3 separate regions of the Mus musculus genome follow, and all the other regions are linked to region 3. The links are chromatin contacts, called in public HiChIP or PLAC-seq maps. All regions are on one chromosome and are shown on one strand. Each heading gives the region's core, a stretch centred on a gene start, on an enhancer-like site or on the middle of the called end of the contact. The rest is flanking DNA. Distances are from core to core; before and after follow the strand shown.

Region 1 (3,234 bases), core at 495-2,994, 340 kb after region 3:
GGTAGAATAAGACACTTCTGGATTAAATTAAATAAGATGAGAGCCGGACATGATGAGAAAGAAACCTCTAGAATTCTACTATTCTAGGTTGTTCACACTGGTGCAGTGGTGGCAATCTCAGGGTCATCCGTCATTGTGTCAGACTTTGACAGAGAAGGATGACCCACAGGAGCAGCCTTGCTGGGCTTGAGGGTTATTCAACACTTGGAATGAGCTTCGGATCAGTTCTTGGCTGAAGTCCACCTGGGCTCCCTTAACGAAGGCCAAGCTATCAGAGTCAACCACCACTCTTGCCCCACCCTGTTCAAATACCCTGAAAAGACAAGAGGAAAGCATGAATGACAAATACCACAAACACCCACACAACACCCTGAGCCCAGAGGTGTACATCTTGTTCTCCAATGCATGGAACACTGCTTAGGACTTCTAGCTGGGACGGAACGGACTGAAGCAGAAAGATTCAACGTAAAAAAAAACAGAAGGATTATTTAAGGGCTCGGACTGAAACTAGTCCAGCCTTTTTCTTAGGGTGGAACCTTGGTGTATATATATATTTTAAACACTTATTTATTCATTTATTTTATGTGAGTATACCGTTGCTCTCCCCAGACACACCAGAAGAAGGCATCAAATCTCACTACAGATAGTTGTGAGCCACTATGTGGTTGCTGGAAACTGAACTTAGGTCCTGTGAAAGAGCAGCCAGTGCTCTTAACCGCTGAGCCATCTCTCCAGCCCTAGTTCAGCCTTTCTCAACTTGACTACCTAACGGACGCTAAGTCAATGTTCTTCCTTATTTTTAAACAAGAGGACAAATCTTTGCTGTATCCTCACAGAACGGAGAGGGTGGTAGTGTTAAGCAGACTTAGACGCTTGGAAGTTTGGAATAAATTGGGGCCACTTTTATCCTCTGATACAGCCTCTAGCGACCCATCCGTCCTCCTTGCCTGTCGTCGGGGTTAATAACTGTATCCAGTGAAAATTTGTATTGGAATCCGGAGCATCCACCTCCCTCTACTTGCAGCCTGAGGAATTCTGACCCTTCGGTGATTTCCAGAAGCCTCTGAAATTCAGGAAAGAGGATCAAGAATGCCAAGCAAGCGGAGATAACGGGACGGGTGACTAGGAAGTCTTCTAGAGCCCTCCTGGGCACCGCCGCCCCGCGTCCGACCTCCTACCTGGACGCAGCTGTCTGTGAGGCGGATCTGTCCCTCGCCAGCCTCTGGAATGGAAGATGTTGTTTCCCAGCGGGTCAAAAGCCTGGGAAAGACGGCGAGGAGCCTGCGATGTAAAGAAGGGAGACGAACCCGGGAAATGGCACCAGATGACCCTCTATGGACACCTCGTACCCAAATCTGGGGACACTTTCTTCTGAACTGCCAAGCCTTCACCCCACACCCCACCCCGCGTGAGATTTAGCCTCCCATCTATCCTGAAGACGCAGAACCCAACACCCTTCCTAAGTGACGTTCCACCCTCGATACCTTCCCGAGCGCCTAGGAATGACAGCCCTGACCGCCTCGGCAGTTAGGGACAAGGCCCTGGAGGCCGCCATCTTACTCCGCAAGCTCCGCCCCTAGCATGGTCCAAATCCCCGCCTAGCCTGGGCTTCCGGAGGAGGGGAGAAGGGGGCGGGGCTGCATCGAGCCTCCGCCCCCAAGCGTGCCTATTGGGTATAGCGAGATAAGAGGGCTTTGATTGACAGAGAACGCTTCCACTTGCCGAAGTGGGTCGGTACCAATAGAGCGGGGCGAACGCAAAGAGCGAGTTCTCCGTAGGCCCTGCCTGGAAGCGGAAGAGATGGGCGGAGATAAAGGGCGAGCTGCAGGCCAGGCGGCCCCGGAGCCCAGGGCGGGGCGCGGGCGGGCCTTCGCTGGTTACTGCTCACAAGTGGCCTGATCTGGCTCCACCCTCGGTCCGGGACAAGTTTATCTTGTGACTGCTCGGGCTGCTTTTCCTTCCTAGATTGCAGAGCTTTCATATCCACGATGCGTTTTCTGGCCGCCACGATCCTGCTGCTGGCGCTGGTCGCTGCCAGCCAGGCGGAGCCCCTGCACTTCAAGGACTGCGGTGAGCCCTGAGCCCACTCGAGGAGACCCCCGGGGGTGGATTGGGCGGGTTGCTGGAACGTGGAATTGACTAGGTTGGGACCGAAGGTACTAGTCTTGATGAAACTTAACCCCTCCGCACAACTTTGTTTCTCCTTGCATTTCGTGTTTTGGGATAATCTAAAACACTCACAAGGCGAACCGTGTGCTGAAGTTCACTAAAGTTTCTTGGGTGAACATCAAGCGGGCATATATTGCAGCGCTCAAGGGCTTTGAGATTTCAATGGACGGAGGAGGATTGCGAATTTAAGACTAGCCTGGATTTATTGAACCCTGTCTGAAAAAAGTAAACAAATAAAAGCAAAAAATAAAACAATAGGATAGACAGCAGGTCTGCATCCAACACGGATTGAAGGAATAGGCACGGGACTTATTTTGATTTATGCCTTGTATCGTCACTGGCCTTTCTCCCTTTGTTCGTTTGAAGTTTGGTTGGGAGCGGGCTGAGGCAGCCTCACTCTGTAGCCCAGTTTGGCCTTCCAAATCCCTGTCAATCCTGCTCTGGTCTTAGAAGTACCATCCACCTCCCCTCCCCACCCCACCCCCACTAACGAGACAAAAGCTAGTTCTCCTTCTCATAACATTCATTTACAAAGTAGGGTTTCCATTGTTCTAATGAATTTCATGATTCTTGATCCTTGTCTCCTATAAAATTCGTATTTCTAGTGACATCATGTGATGCCTCCCTCCCAACGCTGCCCCTGGACTCTTTATTGGAAAATATAATAGAGGGTAGAAATTCTGAGTTTGTCCAGTCAAGCCTGTACACTTAGTTGTGGGAGCAGTGCAGGGGCCCGGGGTGGAAAAGGCAGCAGTGATGGTCGAAAGACAAACTGATTTTGTAAAATATTTGAGCAGGGGGAAACAGACCATAATGAAGCAGTAAGTTAAAGAGTTATTAGGACTGGAGAGATGGCTTAGTGGTTAAGGGGAACTACTATTCCGGAGGGTTAGAGTTCAATTCCCACATCAGGTTATACCTGCTTATACCCCAACTCTGGGCCTTCTCAGCTACCTACCTGCACTCCCAGGCAGACACACACACACCCCTAACTAAGGAGGTAGAGGTGGGAGTGGGAGGTGGATTAAAGCCTTCTGTAGTCACACTGCTGAGTGAGGAACCAAG
Region 2 (3,484 bases), core at 811-3,310, 320 kb after region 3:
TTCAGATACCTCAGGCAGGAGCAGCAGGCTTGATGCTGACTGTCTCCTGGGTGGCCAAAGTTGGAGGTCTGGAAACCTTTCGTTCAGCTTAGTGTCCTGACAACTCAGCTAGGGCTCTCTCCAGAGATGGGTCTTATTACCATGGAAGCTGTGTCTTTGCAGCCACCCACCACAATAACCACCTGAGGATATAATCTCCTCTTCCAAGACCCTCAGGGATAAGCCCTTGTCCCTAGGACAGTCAGTTATGATGACTCCTGACTTCTGCAGACCAGACCATCCCTCGTCCTCCTTTTTACCCTGAGCCTCAGACCTCTTACTCTGCTCTGCTCTGCTCTGCACTGTTCCCTGCTGTCTTTGGTCCTTTTGCAGGAAGCTTGCTTGTTTCCTATGGCCTGTCTCTTGTGTTACTTCCATAGGTGCTGAAGAGGTCTTGCTTCTGTACAGTAGTCCCTCTTGACTCCCTTGAGCTGCTGGACTTTCTCCCAGAGAATAATTGTCAATTTAAGAGGATAAATCCTCCTGCTTCCTTCAGCTTGGCCAACCTGGTGGCCAGACATTTTGATATTTGTGCCAGAAGAGTGTATTGTTCTCCTGTGGTTGTGTCCCAGGGTTTAGCCCCTGTGGTCTGACCTCTCCCTCGGTTCTTCCCCTGGATGCTGGAATCCCTGACAGGCAAGTCAGTAGTGAAGAACCCTGTACTTGGTTCCTTGGGCAAAGCTTCTCCTCCTGCTGTCCCTCCCTCTCCTTAGCCCCTCTCTCTCATGCCTGTCCTGTTAGTACCCAGACTCAGCCTTGCTGCCTGGGGTCTCAGCTGAGTCCTGAGACCCTGTGCCTGTCAGCTAGAAGAAAAGCAGAGCTTTGCCAACCTCCACCCTCCAGTCTGCACTTAGCTTCGAGGCGGGTCCATGCCAATCTCAAGAATGATGCTCAGCCTTCATTTCCTGGGCCAGGGAAGCACTTGACTTTAACAGCCCAACTAACTGCTGTCCCCCAGATGGCCACGCCCTGTAAAGGATTAAGCATTGACCAAGGGCATCATGAAGGCCCATCCCAAACAATCTAGTGTGAAACATGCAGCTCTCTGATTTCATACAGCGAACAGTACCCACTGGTTACTGCAGCCACCCACAGAGTCTTTAAGTCCTTTCATTAATCTTTGCTCTAGAACAGTGAGAGAGGGAAGGCGGGAGGGTTGGGAACACACTGCGGGGAGTCATTTTTTCCTAGTGTTCATCTATACCGAAACAGGCATCCATTTCCCCATACAGGGCAGGGTCAAAGATTTGCAGACACGAAGTACCCATGGGTCGTGGCTCTCAGAGATGACCAAGGGAGGGGTTGTTGTTTTATAGATATCAACGAATGCCGTCACCCTGGTACCTGCCCTGATGGGAGATGCGTCAACTCCCCTGGCTCCTACACTTGTCTGGCCTGTGAGGAGGGCTATGTAGGCCAGAGTGGGAGCTGTGTAGGTAAGGGCTGATTGCCCAGGCACTGAGTGGGGGTCATTTGACCTTGGGATGGCTGGTTGACCCCACACACAGGGAGGGGAAGAGGTGGGCAGACAGAAGTGGCTTAAGGGGCATTGCCCTCCTTCATCCGGCTGGATTCTTAGACGATGCTGAGCATGATGTGGGTGTGCTTTGGTTATGGGACTCTGCCCTCTGAATCAGCTAGGGTGGGGCCCTCCTCTGCTGCCTAGCCACATCCGTTCCGAAGCTCTATCCTAAAGTCCCAGAAGCTCCTGCGGTTGGCTTCTGTTGACAGGGATGAGAAGCCGCAGGTTCTTAGGCTGAAGAGATCCAGCCACCAGGCTCCCTGCTACACTAAAGTACTGTATGAGGAGCGTCTCCCACTGAATAGTCGTGGCACTTCTTGTTCCCAAAACAAGTCCGTGACAGTGGAAAGGAGTGCTCTTTCCCCTCAGCCCCCGCAGGGAAAAGGCCCAAGGTTCTGATTCTAGGAGGAGCCATGTTTTGAATAGATGCTTTGAGGCTCTGGGGAGGGCAGATGGTTCCCAGGCCCTCAAGACAGCCACAACCACCCAGGAACAGCCTGGCCTTTCTCCACACTGCCCGCCCACACACTGGAACTGCTCGTTGAGTATGGACTATGTGTGTTTGGGTGGCAGGTAAGAGACTAGAGAGGATGAGACTCGAGATGGAATTAGTCAGGGGTCTTAGACACCTCATTTCTAGCATTCTCAGTAGGTTCATTTACCAGGACTATGTAGGGTGGCTGAGGAACACTCAGGAGGGTATGGCCCTGCTGTGCCTAGATGAAACCAAGGAGTATGGCTTCGTGGCTCTCCAAGAGTGGCTGGCCTACATTCCCTCTGACAGCCAGTTCCATGGGCTCATAATAGAGAAGATCTAGGCTTGCTGCAGTGGGAAGAAGGGCAAGGAGGAGCGAGAGGCCTGTGCACCCTCTTGGACTTTATCCACAGATGTCAATGAGTGTCTGACCCCTGGGATATGTACCCATGGAAGGTGCATCAACATGGAAGGCTCCTTTAGATGCTCCTGTGAGCCGGGCTATGAGGTCACCCCAGACAAGAAGGGCTGCCGAGGTACTAAGATGTAGCACCCTTCTTGGCGCATGCAAATCAAGTCTGCAGCATCTTTCCCTCTGCATGCCAACCCTGAATTTTCCTAAAGCCTGTCCTACCCTTTGCCAAAACCTATCCCTTCTACACTCCCTGCCCACCTATGAGTCTCTGGCATATCTGCCCTGCAGAATCCCATACAGAACTCAATGGCCTGTTTCAGATGTGGACGAGTGTGCCAGCCGAGCCTCGTGCCCCACCGGCCTCTGCCTCAACACGGAGGGCTCCTTCACCTGCTCAGCCTGTCAGAGCGGGTACTGGGTGAACGAAGATGGCACTGCCTGTGAAGGTAACAGGAGAGATGGTTACAGAGGGACATTATATAGGCCTCCCTCCCTCTTAAATAGCATCTGTTTGTCTCCAGCCTTGGGCTGATCCTGAGTCTCTGGGTTAGGTTAGAGGGAACTTGGGGAGACTTGGCCTCAGAGAGCTTCTGAACTTGACATAACTTCTAAGTTCAAAGATGAGACAAATGGTCACAGAGACAAAAGGGAAGCTAAAGTCACCTACCGTGATTTCGTGTGATGACCATGATCCCAGGACTTGGGGTTGGGAGCAGAGGGATCTGGAGTTCAAGGCCAGCCTTAACTACAGAATGAGTTCAAGGCCAGCCTGAGCTATATAACACTGTCTCTCAAAAGAGGTAAGCTGGAGGTATGGCTACGCAAGGAGCTTTCTAGGAAGGAAGTACAAGGTCGCCTTATAGAATATGGCCAAGGCTTGCCCTTCTCTGGAGATCCAGATGGGCGAGAGGTGTAGTGAGGGATGGCTTCATTGCTGGGACTGCCCTCCTGGGTCCATGGCCACAGTTGTCTCTCTGCCTAGACTTGGATGAATGTGCCTTCCCTGGAGTCTGCCCCACAGGCGTCTGCACCA
Region 3 (3,565 bases), core at 919-3,418:
CACTTGGGAAAGAGAGGCAGAATGTTCAAAAGTAAAATGGCAGCCTCAGACTACTTATCTAGTTTGAGTTCAGCCTGGGCTATATCAGACCCTATCATTCAGACACAGACATACTCTGTTGAGTTCACAAGGAAATTCCAACCCTTCTTTCAGTAAAGCAGTTTGAGCTGAGGAAGGAGTTAGGTGAGCCTCATTTAACCAATAGTTTTGCCTGAGTGACCTTGACCTCGAAATCGAGGACTATGCTACTAAATCTCACTTAGTTATGATTAACCCAAAACTGCACAGGAAGCATTCAGAACAACGACTGGCACGAGAAAGCCTACATACATAGGACTGAATCTTTCAACAAGTATTTTGCCAGAGCCAGATGTGGTAGCACAAGGCTGTAATCCTAGCTCTCTGAGGCAGAGAGGCAAGAGGAAGTTCAAGGCCAGCCTGGTATATGCATAGTTAGCTCTAGGTCAGACAGTCCTAACAGCAAGACTTTGTCTCCAAAAATAAAAAAGTGAAGGTGGGCAGGGATAAATACATATCTGCCAGGCACCTGATTAAAAGTAAGCTATGGAAGGTTGTTAATAACTTTCTCCTCTACCAAAGACAACAACCCACACACAGCTACGAGAATGAAAATCCAAACTTCCAGGCTTAGGGGTTCAGAACCGGTACTGCTCTTGCAGAGACCCAGGCACCGGGCATTTCCCAACCAACCTGCAACTCCAATTACAGGGGATCCCACACCTCTTCTGGCCTCCGTGGGCACAGAATGCCAAGTGTGTACACAGTACACATAAAGAAAAATAAATTTAAGGGAAAAAATATCTAAACTTCCGAAAGCCTCTACACCATCATCTTCCTCGAGATACTGTTTCCTTTAACTAATGGCTTCTGACCAGTCACTTTGTTTCCAATTCCAAAAGAATGCCACACCTGTTTCCTTCTTCACTGACTTCATGCATTCTACCCCTTTCTTTCTCTCTCTTCTTCTTCTCTTCACTGACTGTCACATCCTGCAAGCCACAACTTTAATGTCACCTATTTAAACCTGTTCTGTCCATGTTTCCAAACACTTAGATGATTGATGATCAGCAATTTACACCATGCCTTTCCCTTACGCCTCAGGCTCCTGGAGGACAAGACTTTTTGCATTGTTGTATTTCTAACGAGCATCTAGCACAGTGCCCTGACAGTGTAAATTCAGTAACCGTGGGCCGCTGGTGTTGCTCAGTGGTTAAGTGCTTGCCTCCCATGCCCTAGCTTCTATCCTCAGCACCACAAAAAGCTGAACAAAACCCAGTAAGGATGCGCCGGGTGAGTACATGACAGCAGTTATACTTAAGGGAGTCTTTTGCTTCGCATCTCTCTGAATTCATTGTCTTTAAATACCATGAGAAGAAACATCAGATTTCCTCCCATGCTGCTCTGCCCACGAGAAGTGCATTTTAGGTGACCGCAAGGGCAGAACTTACCAGGCAGGGAACGTCTCCCTAGAGGGCAGTTCCCCTGTTGAGAAAGAAGACATTATCGACGTCACCCAAAATGAAAAGAGGGGGGAAAAAAACAAACAAACATTTTTTTTAAGGGCACGTTTATCGTGCTGCTGACAGGTAATGACACGTTTATCGTGCTCTTAACTCCGAAAGTAGACGCAAAACACCGAGTCGGCCAAACTCTGTCATCCTCCCCTGAGCCTGCCAGGCGCTAGTTTGGAGACCGCGAAGAGACAGGCCGCGGAATACGGTTGGGGGCCGTGCCTCCTCTCTTAACTCTAAGTCAATGTCGCTGCGGGCGCGGCTCCCAGCCCCGGAGCAAAGGGTTCGGGACAGCGGGAAAACGGCCGGCGCGGGCTGCCTGGGAGAGGACAGGGGCTCCGGGGCTCCGTACACGCGGCTGGGCGGCTCCGCGGGCGTCGGCAGCCACCGCGTCCCGGTGCCCTTGGTGGCCGGCCTGGCCAGCACACAGCGTCCCTGCCCTTCGGCCTGCCCGTCCGCCCACAGCCATGTTCGGCACCCATCGGAGCCCGGGCCCCGCCAGACAGTACCTTCTGGAAGGCAGAAAGCGAGCGGCTGAACGCCCGGGACACGCAGCGTGACCGGGACAGCATCGCGGAGGCAGCGGGATGGAGGGCGGGCGGACACCGGATACAGGGCCCGGCAGCAACCGGAAGTGAGACCGGCCGCGGCACCAGCCAAGCGGCGAGGGGTGTTCGGAGCGAACCACTAACCGTGCTGGGTGCCGGGCGGTGTGAGCCGGGCTCGCATCCTTAGCGGTCCCAGCGCGGGGCATCTGTGGCGCTGTCAAGAGAAGGCCAACTTGGGTTAGTATTCTTCGAGGACAACCATCCGGCCACCGGAGCGCCCCCGGGTTCAAGCCTTCCCTGCCTTTCCTCAGAGCTGGTTCTGTTTGGCGCCGTTTTCTGCTGCCCCCAAACCTAGCCTTTCTGCCTCTGCATTCTAGGAAGAGAGGGAAATGGCTAGGAACTTAGATCTCAGGCCGGTGATTAGGCTTATGTGGACTTGGGCAGGTGGGTCGCGATCCTTTGGAGGGTCCAACGACCCTTTCAGTGGGATCACATATCAGATATCTAGCATACCGGATAATTACATTACAACTCACAACAGTAGCAAATTTACAGTTATGAAGTAGCAACAAAATAATCTTATGGCCCGGGATCACTACAAGAGGAACTGTATTAAAGGACCTGTAAGACTTCACCAACTAGCCCCACTGTGCTTTAGCTCCTGATCTTCTCCCGCCCCTGAGCAAACTCTCCAGCCAAGCTAACTGTGCTCCACCCAGCTTGTGAACTCTGGAAGTTATTTGCTACCCAACTCTGGGAATGTGACATACTAATCTTATGGGGGTTACACTTTTGTTCAATGTCATGCCCCATTGGCAGAGGTTGTAGAAACGCTTGTAGGCTTCCTGCGCCCCCTCCCCCCGCAGCTTTGTGTATACCATTCTGCCCATTGCCTTACATTGAAAGCGCTTGCCACCCTTACCCTGCTTACTTGCTCGCTCTTAAATCCCTAGGCCTTTAACCCTGGCTTCCTAACAGAAATAGTATTCCATGAGCTCAGCTGAATAAATATCAAATTAATGTCTGAATGAATAAATGAACCACGTAGTGCCTTTGATTTTTTTTTTTTGAGTTATTTTGCCTAATTTTCAAAACCTTCACAAAGCCTCTGCTCACCAAACCCTGGATCCAATGGCATTGGAATCTCTGAGCCTTGGGCAGAAGCCCTGATTAGAAAGAGAGACATCATCTGTCCCAGCTGCCCTCACTATTGAGCCTGTAATGCCCTTCATCTGTTTCCTTCAAAGCTTCCTTGTAGCAGGTCTAAGACTCCACTTTCACTCTCTCCACTCCGCCTTCACACCTCTGTCAAAGATCCTTTGTTAGTGTAGAGTTAATCCTGCCACTCCCCTGCTTAAATTCTTCCAGTTGCTACTGCCTGCCTGTCTATACAGCCCAAACTCCTCAGCTAGCCCAAGCACCTAATTATCCGGCTCGTGGCTTCTGAGCTCTCATTTTCACAGATACTGAGCCATAATTCGCTGC

What was found. HiChIP or PLAC-seq counts read pairs in DNA pulled down with a chosen protein or histone mark.
Region 1: an H3K4me3 HiChIP or PLAC-seq map of the SCID.adh cell line shows a contact between it and region 3, with 14 read pairs. The contact joins the promoter of Npc2 here to the promoter of Dlst in region 3. A contact is called at or near these places in 13 of 39 promoter capture datasets (3T3-L1-derived adipocytes, the C10 cell line, the HPC-7 cell line and 11 more), 4 of 484 Hi-C or Micro-C datasets (CD8 T cells, erythroblasts, muscle stem cells and 1 more), 12 of 115 datasets of contacts at active chromatin or transcription factors (the SCID.adh cell line, astrocytes, bone marrow-derived dendritic cells and 8 more) and 2 of 9 other capture datasets (macrophages and pancreatic islet).
Region 2: a contact with region 3 is called in a FOXA1 HiChIP or PLAC-seq map of pancreatic cancer cells. The contact joins the enhancer-like site here to the promoter of Dlst in region 3. A contact is called at or near these places in 3 of 39 promoter capture datasets (3T3-L1-derived adipocytes, embryonic stem cells and frontonasal cranial neural crest), 3 of 115 datasets of contacts at active chromatin or transcription factors (astrocytes, pancreatic cancer cells and pro-B cells) and 3 of 9 other capture datasets (adipose tissue, embryonic stem cells and macrophages).

The regions. Positions count from the first base shown.
Region 1 is chr12:84,771,622-84,774,855 of GRCm38.p6, reverse strand. It overlaps Npc2 (NPC intracellular cholesterol transporter 2), which reads left to right and starts at 1,744. Exons shown (of 4, transcript NM_023409.4): 1 at 1,744-2,070. The coding sequence starts at 1,989. Isca2 (iron-sulfur cluster assembly 2) reads right to left here and starts at 1,586. Exons shown (of 4, transcript NM_028863.1): 1 at 1,485-1,586; 2 at 1,179-1,281; 3 at 948-1,063; 4 at 1-313. The coding sequence starts at 1,555. The coding sequence ends at 139.
Region 2 is chr12:84,793,032-84,796,515 of GRCm38.p6, reverse strand. Ltbp2 (latent transforming growth factor beta binding protein 2) reads left to right here. Exons shown (of 36, transcript NM_001370743.1): 19 at 1,356-1,475; 20 at 2,450-2,572; 21 at 2,772-2,897; 22 at 3,434-3,484. Among named protein-coding and RNA genes, the nearest start is that of Isca2, 22 kb to the right of the region's middle. Within about 2 kb of position 2,060, at least 13 of the 459 cell types and tissues checked have an H3K27ac peak or open chromatin away from gene starts, as enhancers often do. A contact at or near this core is called in pancreatic cancer cells, where this site is marked.
Region 3 is chr12:85,109,436-85,113,000 of GRCm38.p6, reverse strand. Dlst (dihydrolipoamide S-succinyltransferase (E2 component of 2-oxo-glutarate complex)) reads right to left here and starts at 2,168. Exons shown (of 15, transcript NM_030225.4): 1 at 2,042-2,168; 2 at 1,470-1,503. The coding sequence starts at 2,104. It also overlaps a transcript of Prox2 not described here.